Regions from separate parts of the Mus musculus genome. Here regions 1, 2 and 3 are each linked to region 4. The links are chromatin contacts, called in public HiChIP or PLAC-seq and promoter capture Hi-C maps. All regions are on one chromosome and are shown on one strand. Each heading gives the region's core, a stretch centred on a gene start, on an enhancer-like site or on the middle of the called end of the contact. The rest is flanking DNA. Distances are from core to core; before and after follow the strand shown. Region 1 holds the start of Cldn11 (claudin 11). Region 2 has its middle 3.1 kb from the start of Gm33641. Region 3 overlaps Prkci (protein kinase C, iota). Region 4 holds the start of Lrrc34 (leucine rich repeat containing 34).

The links. Promoter capture Hi-C pulls out the DNA fragments that hold promoters and counts their contacts. HiChIP or PLAC-seq counts read pairs in DNA pulled down with a chosen protein or histone mark. Capture Hi-C pulls out chosen DNA fragments and counts their contacts.
Region 1: a promoter capture Hi-C map of adipose tissue shows a contact between it and region 4. The contact joins the promoter of Cldn11 here to the promoter of Lrrc34 in region 4. A contact is called at or near these places in 8 of 39 promoter capture datasets (the C10 cell line, HPC-7-derived erythroid cells, cranial neural crest and 5 more) and 3 of 9 other capture datasets (adipose tissue, embryonic stem cells and macrophages).
Region 2: a contact with region 4 is called in an H3K27ac HiChIP or PLAC-seq map of embryonic stem cells, with 5 read pairs. The contact joins the enhancer-like site here to the promoter of Lrrc34 in region 4. A contact is called at or near these places in 6 of 39 promoter capture datasets (the 3T3-L1 cell line, 3T3-L1-derived adipocytes, embryonic stem cells and 3 more), 3 of 115 datasets of contacts at active chromatin or transcription factors (all in embryonic stem cells) and 1 of 9 other capture datasets (adipose tissue).
Region 3: a promoter capture Hi-C map of the HPC-7 cell line shows a contact between it and region 4. The contact joins the enhancer-like site here to the promoter of Lrrc34 in region 4. A contact is called at or near these places in 5 of 39 promoter capture datasets (the C10 cell line, the HPC-7 cell line, hematopoietic stem and progenitor cells and 2 more), 1 of 15 datasets of contacts at CTCF or cohesin (the NIH/3T3 cell line), 1 of 484 Hi-C or Micro-C datasets (embryonic stem cells), 2 of 115 datasets of contacts at active chromatin or transcription factors (both in embryonic stem cells) and 4 of 9 other capture datasets (adipose tissue, embryonic stem cells, liver and 1 more).

The regions. Positions count from the first base shown.
Region 1 is chr3:31,148,481-31,151,711 of GRCm38.p6, forward strand. It overlaps Cldn11 (claudin 11), which reads left to right and starts at 1,440. Exons shown (of 3, transcript NM_008770.3): 1 at 1,440-1,895. The coding sequence starts at 1,670.
Region 2 is chr3:31,054,841-31,058,028 of GRCm38.p6, forward strand. No RefSeq gene overlaps it. Among named protein-coding and RNA genes, the nearest start is that of Gm33641, 3.1 kb to the right of the region's middle. Within about 2 kb of position 1,716, at least 156 of the 459 cell types and tissues checked have an H3K27ac peak or open chromatin away from gene starts, as enhancers often do. A contact at or near this core is called in adipose tissue, embryonic stem cells and hematopoietic stem and progenitor cells, where this site is marked.
Region 3 is chr3:31,021,398-31,024,484 of GRCm38.p6, forward strand. The region is part of intron 2 of Prkci (protein kinase C, iota); the gene reads left to right. Among named protein-coding and RNA genes, the nearest start is that of Mir7008, 16 kb to the right of the region's middle. Within about 2 kb of position 1,679, at least 161 of the 459 cell types and tissues checked have an H3K27ac peak or open chromatin away from gene starts, as enhancers often do. A contact at or near this core is called in the NIH/3T3 cell line, where this site is marked.
Region 4 is chr3:30,646,537-30,649,465 of GRCm38.p6, forward strand. It overlaps Lrrc34 (leucine rich repeat containing 34), which reads right to left and starts at 1,282. Exons shown (of 11, transcript NM_027941.1): 1 at 1,134-1,282. Lrriq4 (leucine-rich repeats and IQ motif containing 4) reads left to right here and starts at 1,433. Exons shown (of 6, transcript NM_001290510.2): 1 at 1,433-1,724. The coding sequence starts at 1,690.

The DNA.
Region 1 (3,231 bases), core at 190-2,689, 500 kb after region 4:
TCTGCCACCATTTTAAATAGAATAAGAGGAGAGGGGGAAGAGGCCCAGGTGACTAGATCAAGCCATACAGTAAGATAAGCAATCCTTTTCTTGACTTAAAATTGCACAAGTCCGAAGCTGTAGCTCAATGGTAGAGCATTGTCTGGCTTGCTCAAGTCCGTGGGTTCATCCCCAGTGCCTCCCTCCGCCCAAGGGCACAGAATGAGCCTTATCTGAATGCGTGTAGAGAAGGGGGCTGCCTGGTAGCCTTTGCTGATAGCTTCTGCTTCCCACTCAATCTGGGCTATCGGTTTTCTCGGTGGAGAACAGAAGCTAACTTATTTACAGTGATCTGGGCAGAATGCCTGGCTTTTAATGTATCACAAATGGAACACCAAGCCCTTTAGGAACATTCAGAAAGTGATAACCAGGATGGATTCTCAGGAAAGGTCAGGGACAGGAATGAGCGGGGCCCACGGAGTCTCCTTCCTAGCTGTGTGAACTTCAGGAGCTTGTCCTTTGGGGGGCTGTTTCTTCTGTGTAGAATTGACAGTTGTCCCCACTGCAAAGTGTGGACAATTCAGTAAGCTGTGGTATAAGAACACATGCACTTATCAAGTATTAATAACAGTGAGTAATCGTCACCATTATTGTGACCAGAGTTAATTCTGCTGGCACCATCTTTATTGTGTTATTTGTTTCTTGCGAAGTGTGTATGTGTGTGTTTATGTGTGGCGGTGTGTGTGGGGTGTGTGTCTGTGTACACACGTGTGCACTAGGAGGATGTCCCGTGTCCTGCTCTATCCCCATCTACCTTATTTCCTCGAGCCACAGAATGGCACTGAACCTGGCTCTAGAATGGCAGCTAGCAAACTCAGAGGTCCTTCCGTATCAGTCTAACAGCACCGGGTTACGGACTTAGTAAGCACCATGGCAGGCTTTGTACTGGGTGCTGGGCATTGGGATTGAGGCTCTCTCGTGTGCCAGCGCAGTAAGGGCCCTCACTTACTAAGCTATCTAAGCCCTCTCCCCGGTCTTTTCTTATGGCAACATCGGAGTGCTGAATGTGTCCCCTCTGTTCCTTAGGGGCATAGGAAAATGTACTAGGTGCCCTTGGAAGTGTCCACAGCAGAGAAGAGGGAGCGGTCGGAGAGTTGGTAGAAGTTTAGGAGGGAGACATAGAGAGAGAGAGAGAGAGACTACTTCTCTAGGAGTGAGACTACGCTTAACAAACCCAACAGGAGCTGGACGCGCCCCCTTCACTCTGCGGGTCCCTATCGGGATGGGATTAATTTAATTCCCAGCGCTGACCGTGTGTCACCAGCCGTGGGGCAGCCTGCTGCCCCTCCTCAGCCCCTGCTCCCTTCTACACCCGCACCGAAGCCTGGCTTGCGATTGGCCGGCTCGTCTCGGGGGCTGTCGCGGATTGGCGCTTGCCAGCCCGGGCCCCGGAGTTTAAAGAGGGGGCGGGGACGCGCTGCCCAGCAGCGCTGCAGTCCCCTCCAGGCGCACCTGTCCCCGCTGCACGCTGTCGCAGCAGTGCTTGCAGCCGCTCTCTCCCCATCTCGAGTAGCCCGGAGCCAGCGGCTCGCGAGGGCCAAGAGGGCAAGCCTAGGGAAGGCTCTGTCCAGGACGACACAGGGGGCACAATCCGTGTGAGTCGAGCTGCGTGGACGTCGCTGCGGCCACCATGGTAGCCACTTGCCTTCAGGTGGTGGGTTTCGTCACGAGCTTCGTGGGTTGGATTGGCATCATCGTCACAACGTCCACCAATGACTGGGTGGTGACCTGCAGCTACACCATCCCCACCTGCCGAAAAATGGACGAACTGGGCTCCAAGGGCCTGTGGGCTGACTGCGTCATGGCCACTGGTCTCTACCACTGCAAACCCCTGGTGGACATCCTCATCCTTCCAGGTAAGGACTCCAAGTTTGCAAGCAGCTTCCAGAGGCAGGTTGGGCTAGAATTGGGGATTTTAGACAGGGCTCTCAGAAGTTTGGAGACTCAGAGACCTCTGGATGATACATTTTTGACATCTCCAATCCAACCCTGTAGGAGAATTAGTCCTAAAGAGCCACCTGTCAGCCTCAGTTTCTTTATCTGAACATGAGATGATAAAGGTAACACTGGTCAATCAATGGCTTTGAGAATTTCATGAATCAAATCATATACACATGGTGGGAAATCATATACACTATTGTTAATTCCCCATGATTTCATCATCCCAGGTACCCAAGCTAATCGACCAAAGAGACACTCCAGTCCTCCCCCCACCCCCACTGTGCCATCTCCAGTGGGCTTCCGATTAGAGCTGTCTATAGGCCCGAGGAGAAGAGAACAAAGGGCAATTTCAAATAGGTGTAGGCTGAGCTGAGCTTCTTAGACTGCATGGCACTCCGGAGTCACCCGGATGAGGTTCCGTTCACATTCGAGGAGTCTCTGGACTGCCCGGATTAGTGAGTCTCAGTTGGTTCTCTCAGTTCAGGGCCTGCTTATCTGACTTGTCACCATCTTTACCTACCGTTTGCCCCTGGGATTCCTGCAGTGACTGTGCTTCCCACCCTCTCTCTGCCAGGGTGACACCCTTCTCCAGTTCTGCTCAGCAGGCTGCTAGCTATTGGGAAGAACAAGTACCCTGCGGGGAGGAAACTCCACCAGGGAGACACACTCAATGCCTAGGGTCACAGAGTGGGGTGGGGTGGGGTGGTCGTGGTGGTGGTGGTGGTGGGGTCGGGAATGTCGGGCAGCCTTGGAAACCCAGGGTGAGGGAGTTTGGGAGGGAGCATCTTTGGGTGTCATGGGAAAGTTTTTGGAAACAGTTTTGAAACCTGTAGCCAGTTGGATGACTTGGGTGGTTGTGAGCACCACTTGTGGATTTCTGCTAGAAATCTGTCACCCCCTTTGGCTTCACTGTCACCTAGGTGAGGTGGCCTAACTCCCTCTGGCCTTGTCTGGGTCATGTATATATTTAAGGGCATAGCCAGGCCCTAAGGTCTCGAGAGGAGCTAAATTTGTGCCTTCTCCCGAGAGCGCATTGGGGTTTTCAGAGACTCTGTACCCCCTTTTAGAGCCTTAGGTGCCCTCTCTTTTACAGACAGGACATTTGGAACTCACCTCCCTCCTCACAGCTCACTCACTGCTGACTCAGCTTTATCCCAGGATGCAGAAGTAGGAAACGAAGCCAGGGCTTTGTTTATGTTAGGTGAGCTCTCTACAGTCTGAGCAATATCTCCCCTCCCACGTTATATTTTA
Region 2 (3,188 bases), core at 466-2,965, 410 kb after region 4:
CTCTGTAGACCACGCTGGCCTCGAACTCAGAAATCTGCCTGCCTCTGCCTCCCAAGTGCTGGGATTAAAGGCATGCGCCACCACCACCACCCGGCTGCTTTTCTAGTTCTTAATCTTGCCATGTTTTTTTTTTTTTTTCATTTTTTTGGCAAATACAAATATACTCGATAGTGAACAAAATCCAGCTTAAAGCACCACTGTTTCTGTTCCAAATGGCTGTTCTAAATATAGAAGTTCATTTGAGTGGCATGGTGTGGGTCTGGCTAATTTCAGCATATGGCGTGTTTTATCTGCAGAGTGTTCTCTAAAGTAGTTTAAAATAAAAAAGGAAGGCGCTGGGTTTTTAGTACTAGAATCTAAAACTTATCGCAAGCTGGGCACGGTGGCAAACACGAAATCCCAAGTGCTAACCTGGGAGACCAGAGGATCAGGAGTTCAAGAGTCTCCTTGGCTGTATTCAGAATTCCAGATCAACTTATGATAGAAGGCCTTGTCTTGGAGTTACTTAGGGGTGAGATGGTTCAGTAGTGCGGGCCCTTGTCAACAGTCCTCACAACGAAAGTGGAACCCCTGGGATCCACATGGTGGAAGTCGGGAAGCCACTCCTGGAAGTTGTCCTTTGACCACCACACAAGTGCCAAGCATCATTGTCTCCTCATGAATAAAAGTTTGAAATTTTTCGTAAGAACTTTGTGAGTAGTTCTCTGACTTTATATTAATACTTAAGAATAAAATATATATTGCAAAAACGTAACTTTGGAATTTTGGGTGTGCTTGTGGTACACAGGCCTCAGACAGTCTCAAGTGATCCTCGGGTCCATCTTTTTCTTTTGTTATTTTTGTTGTTAAGCTAGGGTTTCTCATTGGCCTAGAGCTTGCCCAAGTAGCCCCTGGAGAAAATGTAAGCAACCTTTTTTTTTTTTTTTCTTTTCTTATCACTAAGGTTTTCCCTAACACAGATGTTCCCGTGTACCGCAGGAGCTGTATTTGTGAATGGTCTGACTCAGTTTTACTGTATGGTTTGATTTTTGCTCATATTGTTGAAGATTGGGCCCATCGCTTCACACATACACGGCTGAGAAGCAACCCTTATGTTTTTGTGTCAACCTTGATGTTTTTCTAAACTTTCCTTATTTTAAGCTTAAAAGTTTAGTTCGTGCATTGATTGGGAGGTTTTAGAATATACTGGTTTTTTTTTTTTTTTAAATATTTATTATATGTAAGTACACTGTAGCTGTCTTCAGACACTCCAGAAGAGGGAGTCAGATCTTGTGATCCGATGGTTGTAAGCCACCATGTGGTTGCTGGGATTTGAACTCCTGACCTTCGGAAGAGCTGTCGGGTGCTCTTACCCACTGAGCCATCTCACCAGCCCCCGAAATATACTGTTTTTATTTGAGAATTCCATGCGTTTGTACAATGTATTTTGTTCATCCACCCTCCATATTCCATCTCAGCTCTAACTGGACCCCCTCCTCGCTGCAGCTAGATCCCTACTTGTCTTCCTCCCCTTCATAACTCATAGCCAATCAGAGCTGCCCCTGTGCACAGGGCTCTGGAGCCATCCACAGGACCACAGAGCAAACTACCAGCAGCTACGCTAAAAAATGACCCCCCTTCCCTCAGCAACCACCAGCTGCCGGTAGGTCCTTCCCTAGGAGTGGGACCTTGAGGCAACCCCCCCCCCCCGCGCGCACGCGCGCCCCAATTCATTTTGGAATTTGGTTTCATTTTTGTGCAAGTCTTACCGGCAGGCAGCCACAGCAACCGGGTGCATGAGTACAGTAGCCAGGTCAAGTTCGACAGAGCATTTTACTCCTTGGGATAGAGTATTGACATAGATGTCCAAGTTTTATGGCTGAATACACCTTTTTTTTTTTTTTTTAAGATTTATTTATTATATGTAAGTACACCGTAGCTGTCTTCAGACACTCCAGAAGAGGGCGTCAGATCTCGTTACGGATGGATGGTTGTGAGCCACCATGTCCGGAATTGAACTCATGACCTTCCGAAGAGCAGTCAGCGCTCTTAACCGCTGAGCCATCTCTCCAGCCCCCACCTATCGTTTATTCTTAGCACGGTGAAATTTGAGTTCACATTAACTGTTGCCCACTACAAACAAACAAACAAACAAGCAAGCAAGCTTTTCAGCCGAGGTGGAAAACAGATACATTTGATACATTTACGGTGAGAGTTGCTGGCACGGCGGCACGGAGCGGAATGTGGAAGATCCCTCCGGCTCTAGCAGGTTCCATGTTTTGCTGTGTAGGGAGGGAGGAGTGAAAACTGTTTTTTCTCAGCAGCAGCGGGGTTCTGGTGTGGGGGAGGGCGGGGAGGGGGAGGTGTAAATCGGCGCTCCACTGTGGCCCTGCAAGTCTGAGAGGAGGCAACATAAGTTCTACGGGAGTTGGAAAAGTGCAATTTTAAGGAATTTTTTGTTTGATACTATGAACAAATGTGTTGCAGAAAAGTTGATTTAGAATTTTTTTTTAAAGCATACGCATGCGTTTATGTAGGAGGTATTTCCTGGGTTAAAATGGTCTCTCCCTAGCAGTGTGGTTTGGGCTTGTAGGAGATCGGAAGTGGGACAGACAACTTTGGCCCTGGTTGGCTGAATGATGATGCTATGTCTCACCACTAGGGGTCAGTCTCTTGCCTAATGATGGTCAGAGTTACCCTGCAGAAGCGGTCTGAACTCACCCGCAAGTAGCCAGTGACCAAGAAGTTCAGGATTTTATCGGTGTTCATCTGTGTCTCGATTTTAATCGACTCAATATACTATACAAATTGATCTTCAGAATGAAATCTAAGTTATTTTGGAGTTTGACTTAAGTAGGATTCTTTCCCTCTGTAGGTACTGTAACTCTATGTTATCTTTATGGACTATGAGTGAGAACCTCCTTTGTGAGGAAATATATGTGAGGGTTTAAGTATGCCATGTTTCTCCTATGAAGAAGAATATTTCTAGTTGATAATGAAACTAAGGTGGGCAGAGGCAGCCACAGCAGGTACCTCTAATCTCAGTCTGGTTAAACGAGGTCCTGTCTCAAATCAATATAAATAAATAAATACAAATAAAATTAAAGTTGACTCGGTTATTAATGTGCACAGGAACTTAGTTATATCAAACGTTACAGGACATTAAAGTGGTGTCCTTTATTGATTTAACCTATAAATTCAGACACTCA
Region 3 (3,087 bases), core at 429-2,928, 380 kb after region 4:
TATCCAGATTTTATTAATTCTTTAATTACCTCAAAATTAACTACAATGAGCAAATACTCAGAATGTACTTGTATTTTATTTTAGACATTTAGAATTTGGTAATAGTGTTAGCTTTGAAAAATACCTTTCCTGGTCATTTTTGTTTTGTAATGACTTACATAGAGTGCTTTATGCATCAAACATATGGTCGAAAAAGGTCACATGTATCACGCAGGCCCTCAATCCAAGAAAAACAGAACAGGTTCAATGTGTGTGGTGTCTGTGCAGGGGTAAGTTAATGTATGGTTAACTAACAGGTTGAATGTGTGTGGTGTCTGTGCAGGAGTAAGTTAATGTATGATTAACTCACCGTCTTCTCACAAACCCCCTCAGAGCCTAGCTCATCATGACATTAGGTCCACAGTCCAAAGATGGTCATCTAATCCTGTGTCTTGCCCATCTATGGTTTGGGTTCCTTGACTGCCTCTCTGCTAGTTCTAAAGATCCATGAAATGGTGACAGGATAGTAAACTAGAGACAGGAGTAGTATAGTAGCTACCCCTAGTCACCAAGAGGGGAAGGTTCTGGTTCTGAACTATAATAGAATGTATTGTCATTCCCTCAGGAAAGCTCACTGCTACTCTCTGGGATTGGATCCCATGACTCTTAACATTGATGCTCTGATTCATCCTTCTCTCTTCCTAGGCTCTGTTTTGTAGTTCACTAATTTGCCTAGATTCTCTCCCACAGTTGAAAGACATAGCTCTTCATTTTGAACATTGTAGACCACCTGTGTATGGAGTTGTAACTGTTCATTGGACAAAAGCCATACTCACATCAGACTCTTCTAGACAAGGACTACATGTGTCTGAGGTTTGGGGACTAGAGAAATGGCTCATCAGTTGAGGGCACTGGCTACCTTACAGAGGACCCAGGTTTAATTCCCAGCACCTTCATGACATCTCACAACTATCTGTAACTACAGTTCCAGGGGATCTGACACTTTGACATATGCACATTCAAGAAGACACCACACCAATGCATATAAAAATAAAAATAAATTATTTTACAAAAAGAAAAGCCATTTGCTACTTTGGCCCTTCTGCCCAGTCTTCTGATCTTTGTATTTGCAGCCACTGATTCTGTAGATGCGTTTTCTGTTTGCTGTATTGCCTTCAGTGAGTGTCACCACACTCGCTCATTCATTTTGTCTATTGTCCGAACCGTTTTCTCTGTCTTCTGGCCTTCACAAGCAGTCCGTGGCTGCCATCTTCTGCCTTTCATGAAATAGAAAAGGCCACGTAAGTCTTCTTTTTGTGCCAGTTCTGGTTAGGTTTTCTATTTCTGTGCAACTTACCTTATAACTTAGTGATTCGAAAACTGACTTTCACAGTTCTGTGACTTATCAGAGCTAATGTTATAAATGTCCACAGAACATAAAAGGGAGTGAGGACTTGGCAGCTGAGTTGGAGAAAAGAACAGACACTGTTTTCTTTGAGACCATGTAGATAGGAAATGGTTTCTCTCAAGTAGTAAGCTGGGTTCTGTGCACTGTGTAATTGAAGATTAGTCAGAGCCAGTGGCATGTAGCATGCAGGAATGTGTCATAAAACCACAGGAATGAGCACCAGAGTAGCAGAGGGGAGGATCCAGTTCAAGCCCAGCTTTGCTCTAAGTGACTTGTTCATTGAGGAATGCACCTCGGATTTCCAGGGATCACTCTGCACTTCGCCTGCTTAGTTGAGAGAGGTGTGTCCTCCTCCCCTTCTGTGTGTGTAACTAAAATTCACCACTTACATTTAAGAGTAGCTGGAGCTGGTGTCCAGCCCTAGGTAGGACATCCTTCCCACCAAAGGCTCGGAACACGTCAGAGGAGGGGCATCTCAGAGGAGGGCTTCAAAGAATGTGAGAGATGCAGGAAGGCGAGGAATGCAACGCTGCCTTTGGGCTGTGCTGTGGCCTCTGCAGCCGAGGACTCACTGCAGCTGTGACCAGTGCAGGGAGGTCAGTCATCATCCCAGCAGAGAGGGCTCAGTGGGCAGCTGTGAACAAAGAAAGAGGCAGAAGGGGAGAAAGGCTCGTGGGGTGCTTCAGAGGAGTGGGAGGGAAAGTGGAGCTGGGGTATACATCATCAGGACGCATTGTTTCTATCTATGCAGTTGTCAAAGAGTAAAAGATGCTTTGTTTAAAGAGAGAAGAGAAACAAAAAGAAGGTGATGGAGAGGTGGGTGAGCAGTGAAGAACACTTGCTGTTCTTTTTGCAAAGGACCCAGGTTCAAATCCCAGCACCCACAAGGTACCTTACAACTGTCTGGAACTCTAGTTCCAGGGGATCTGATGCCTTCTGACCTGCCATAGACACACACACACAGTGCACAGACATATCTGCTAGCAAATATTTGTCAAATAAATCTAAAAAAAATTTTTAGTAGCTCAAGCTAGACTATTCTTAGTCCAGAGTACTTTAGTGGTTTCTTTCTTGTGACTTAATTGACCAAGGTTGTAATATGATACAATATCCATTACAGTCACTGCCTGTGTTAGGGTCCAAGAATCACCAAGGAATGATAACCCAGACTCAAATAGTATGCAAAAGCAAAGAGCATTTTTTTTCCAGCGGAATTTCCTGCATGCAGGGGTCTTTTCATTCAGGAATAGAGACACCGAGTGGGCTCGCAGGCCCAGCTTTTATTGTCAAGGGAATTCCAGTGTGTGTGTGTGTGTGTGTGTGTGTGTGTGTGTGTGTGTGTGTGGTATGTGCCCCTTTACCGTGATTGGTTAGCTCTACTCTAGGGATCCTTCAGGCCAAAGGACAAGGTGTCCTCAGATTGGCTGCCCATGGCTGCGGTTGGCTGACCACAGGTTCCTGGATCCCAGTTCTGTTTGTGGGAAACACAAACTTAGGCCTAGTCTCCCAAACTGTTTGCAGCCTGTCATGGAGTCAGCCTGGCTCTGGCTCAGTCCTCTCACCTGGAAGCCCTACCCATCCATAGTGTGGCAGTGGAACTGCTTTAGCTCCTTTTTAAAAGAAACTAGCAGCCAGGTCTGGTGGCATTAGCTTATAATACCAGTACTTGGTAGACTGAGGCAGGAGGATTGTCTGTTTAA
Region 4 (2,929 bases), core at 32-2,531:
TCTAAATTTCTATATTTTAAAAGCATCCACTGCTGAGTGGCCATCTACACTCTAAGAGTTTACCACTCAAAGCTGCAGACCAAGACCTAAGATCTGCTATATTTAAGCTGAAAGGAAATGAACTTTTCTTATAATTTTTAAAATAGTTATTTTAAGTTTATTTGTGTTTGTATGTGTGTGAGAGAGATACACCAGGACTTAGGATATTTATAATATTTAGGTTCTGCTGAGCTTCGGAAGGGGGGATGGGACCTGAATGCCCCATTCTGAGATGTCTGTGGCACTTAGGGAAGGAACATCAACTAAGTGCAGTATTAGCATCCTGGAAACAGATGCTCCTGTGGTTTCTAAACAAAAGCCAGAGCTGGGCGCCTTTCTACTGGCGCCCTTCCTGCCTCAGGCTACTAACTTCTTGGGGGTGGAACACCAGCACTAATGGTGTCTGCCCTTCTAGGGGTCAAAAGCAAAGGCAGGACTTGAGTCTCTCCACGCTGTTTTCTTCAGAGGCCCCGTGACTGAGAAGGCAGCAGTCACACCCATGGGTGGAGGACAAAAGCATACAGTCTTTCCGCAGCCCCGTCCTCCTCTTCCATCAGGCTCCAGGTCAAACTAGCAGTGTCGGTGTTCCCTCCTTTATCATCTTATTTCCCTTATTAATGTCTCTCTGGGCAGTCTCTCCGGCCCCCACAACACACACTTTAAAACAATAGTCTAAAAGTAGTGGCAGGAACTCTGGTTTCTCACAACTGCCCAACAACTCCTGAATATATCCCCAGTCTTATGTTTAATTCGTTAAATTCATGGATGCACTCAAAGTGCACATGGAATTATATATATGAATGGAAATGTCACAATGAAATCCCTTCTTCTATATGATATTTAAAAAAAAATAAGATAAAGTGATTAAAAGAAACTGTGGGTAGTCTAGAAGTGGGAACTCAGAAAAACTCTGAGGAGCTTCTTGCTTATCTGAGGTATTTTCCCGTAACTTCCACAAATTCAGGGGCGCAGAGCCTCCCCTCCCCGCGGCATACCTCCCCCAGACCCTCCTCAAAAAGCAGGAGGGAGGCCAGAGCAAAGCCACTCTCCTCACGAAGACAGGGGACCAGCGTTGGTCAAGGGCGCCTCCATACCTGGGGCTTCTGCAGGCGGGATCCGCTGCCCTTTCCTTCGCCTAGAGCCCGGTGCCCCTTACCCAGCTCGCTTTGCGGACCTCGACCTCTAAAGAGGAAGGCCGCCGTGGCTGAGCTTTTTCAACAGTCTGCCCCTGCTCAGTCCTCACAGGGCTCGGCCCACTACGAGTCCAGTAACCAGAGTCGCTCCCATGGCAACCACAGAAGCTTCCTTTTGGAGAAAGAGGGAAGAGGCGGGGCCACCGTTAAGAGGGCGGGGTACTCTATAACCTCGAGGCCTGAAGTGGGAGGCAGTGATCATCACTTTAAGCCTATCCGCTCTAGGTTACACATTCTGATGGTGGAGCTTCGAGGGTTTAGGAGCCTCATCTGCTGGGCTAGGGACTAGGACTACAAACCCTGGTGACCCAGCCTGTCTCACCTTTTCCGAAGGGCTAAGCTCGGAATCTAATGGTAGAACCTCCAAGTGTGTAGTAGTTTAAAGGATTTTTTTTTTGAAGGGGTAGAGCCCCCTGGAAGAGTTTCCTTGAGAAGGCGACTTCCAGACTAATCTGAGATGGCCTATCCCAGTGCCAAGCTGCAGATGCACAGGTACAGTCAGTACTCAAGAGTATGGAGGCAGGCAAGGTCGTATCCATGTGGAGTCTTCGCATCTTCTTTGTAGTAAGGCTGTGAAGGAATGGGGCAGGATGTTCGGGACCCTTGGATGCTCGGTTGTAGACCCACCGATGATGAATCTAGTCTGGAAGTGGGGTCTGAAATAGTCACAGAAATCTAGGAGAGGTGATAAGTTAAAAGTGAATAACTAAATATGTAAGTCCTTGCCACATAGGCAATTTCCATCCCTCTGCCTCTACTACCAGGAAAGCCCGGGCAAGGCCGAAGTTCTGGGTGGGTACAGGAATTGAGTTTCAAGGTCCTTTCTCCACAGGTAGCATGCTAAAGTGCAGAAATATGTGCATTTACCCCTTGAGTTTCCAGGAAAGTCCCTAAGTTAGCCTCTGCCCCTTTCTGTCTCAGATTCTTTTGAATTAAGAAGGTAGAAGAAAGGAAAGGTTGGAGATGCTGTACCAGTGGGGTGGGAGGGGGAAAGGGGAGGGGGAAGGGGCAGGGGAGGGGTGGAGTGGGGTGTGCTCTGCCTCTGGAGCAAGCAGTACAGCAACTGACTGAGACCAGGATTCTTCTTAGTCCTACCTGCACCATCCCCAAAGGGCTCTTATCGATCAAATATCTAATGGAACCCTGGCTGGTGGGAAAACTCACCCTGCACTTGCGAGTACTCCAGACTAGAGGAGTTGCCCCTCTTGACAACCACGGAACTATTAAAAATTGTTCTCTTTGGTTGGGTTCTCCTGTCCCAGGCATGGTTGGTTTGTTCAGTTAGCTTTTTGTTTGCCTATGGAAGGCTGGCTTCTCTGCCTACCCAGCCTCACCAGACATGACCTTCCACCGGTCTTTTATATACATAGAGAAAAGTGGTTGCTGATCATTAATTTTCATCTCTGATAACTTTATATATAATATATATTATGTATGATATAATTTTTCTCAATGTCTTCTGGGGGTGATGGCAAGAGCTATGACCTTTTGGAACCTTCTAGAACTCATCTGAAACTAAATCAAAATAAGCATCTTAAAAAGTTATTTGTTTTTGTTTTTCTATTGTTTATAAGACGGGGGTCTCACTGTGTATCTCAGGCTGTCCTGGAACTCACTGTGTAGACCAGGTTGGTCTCGAACTCACAAAGACCTACTTGTCTTTGCCTCTCCAGTGTTGGGAACAAGGTGTACAACAC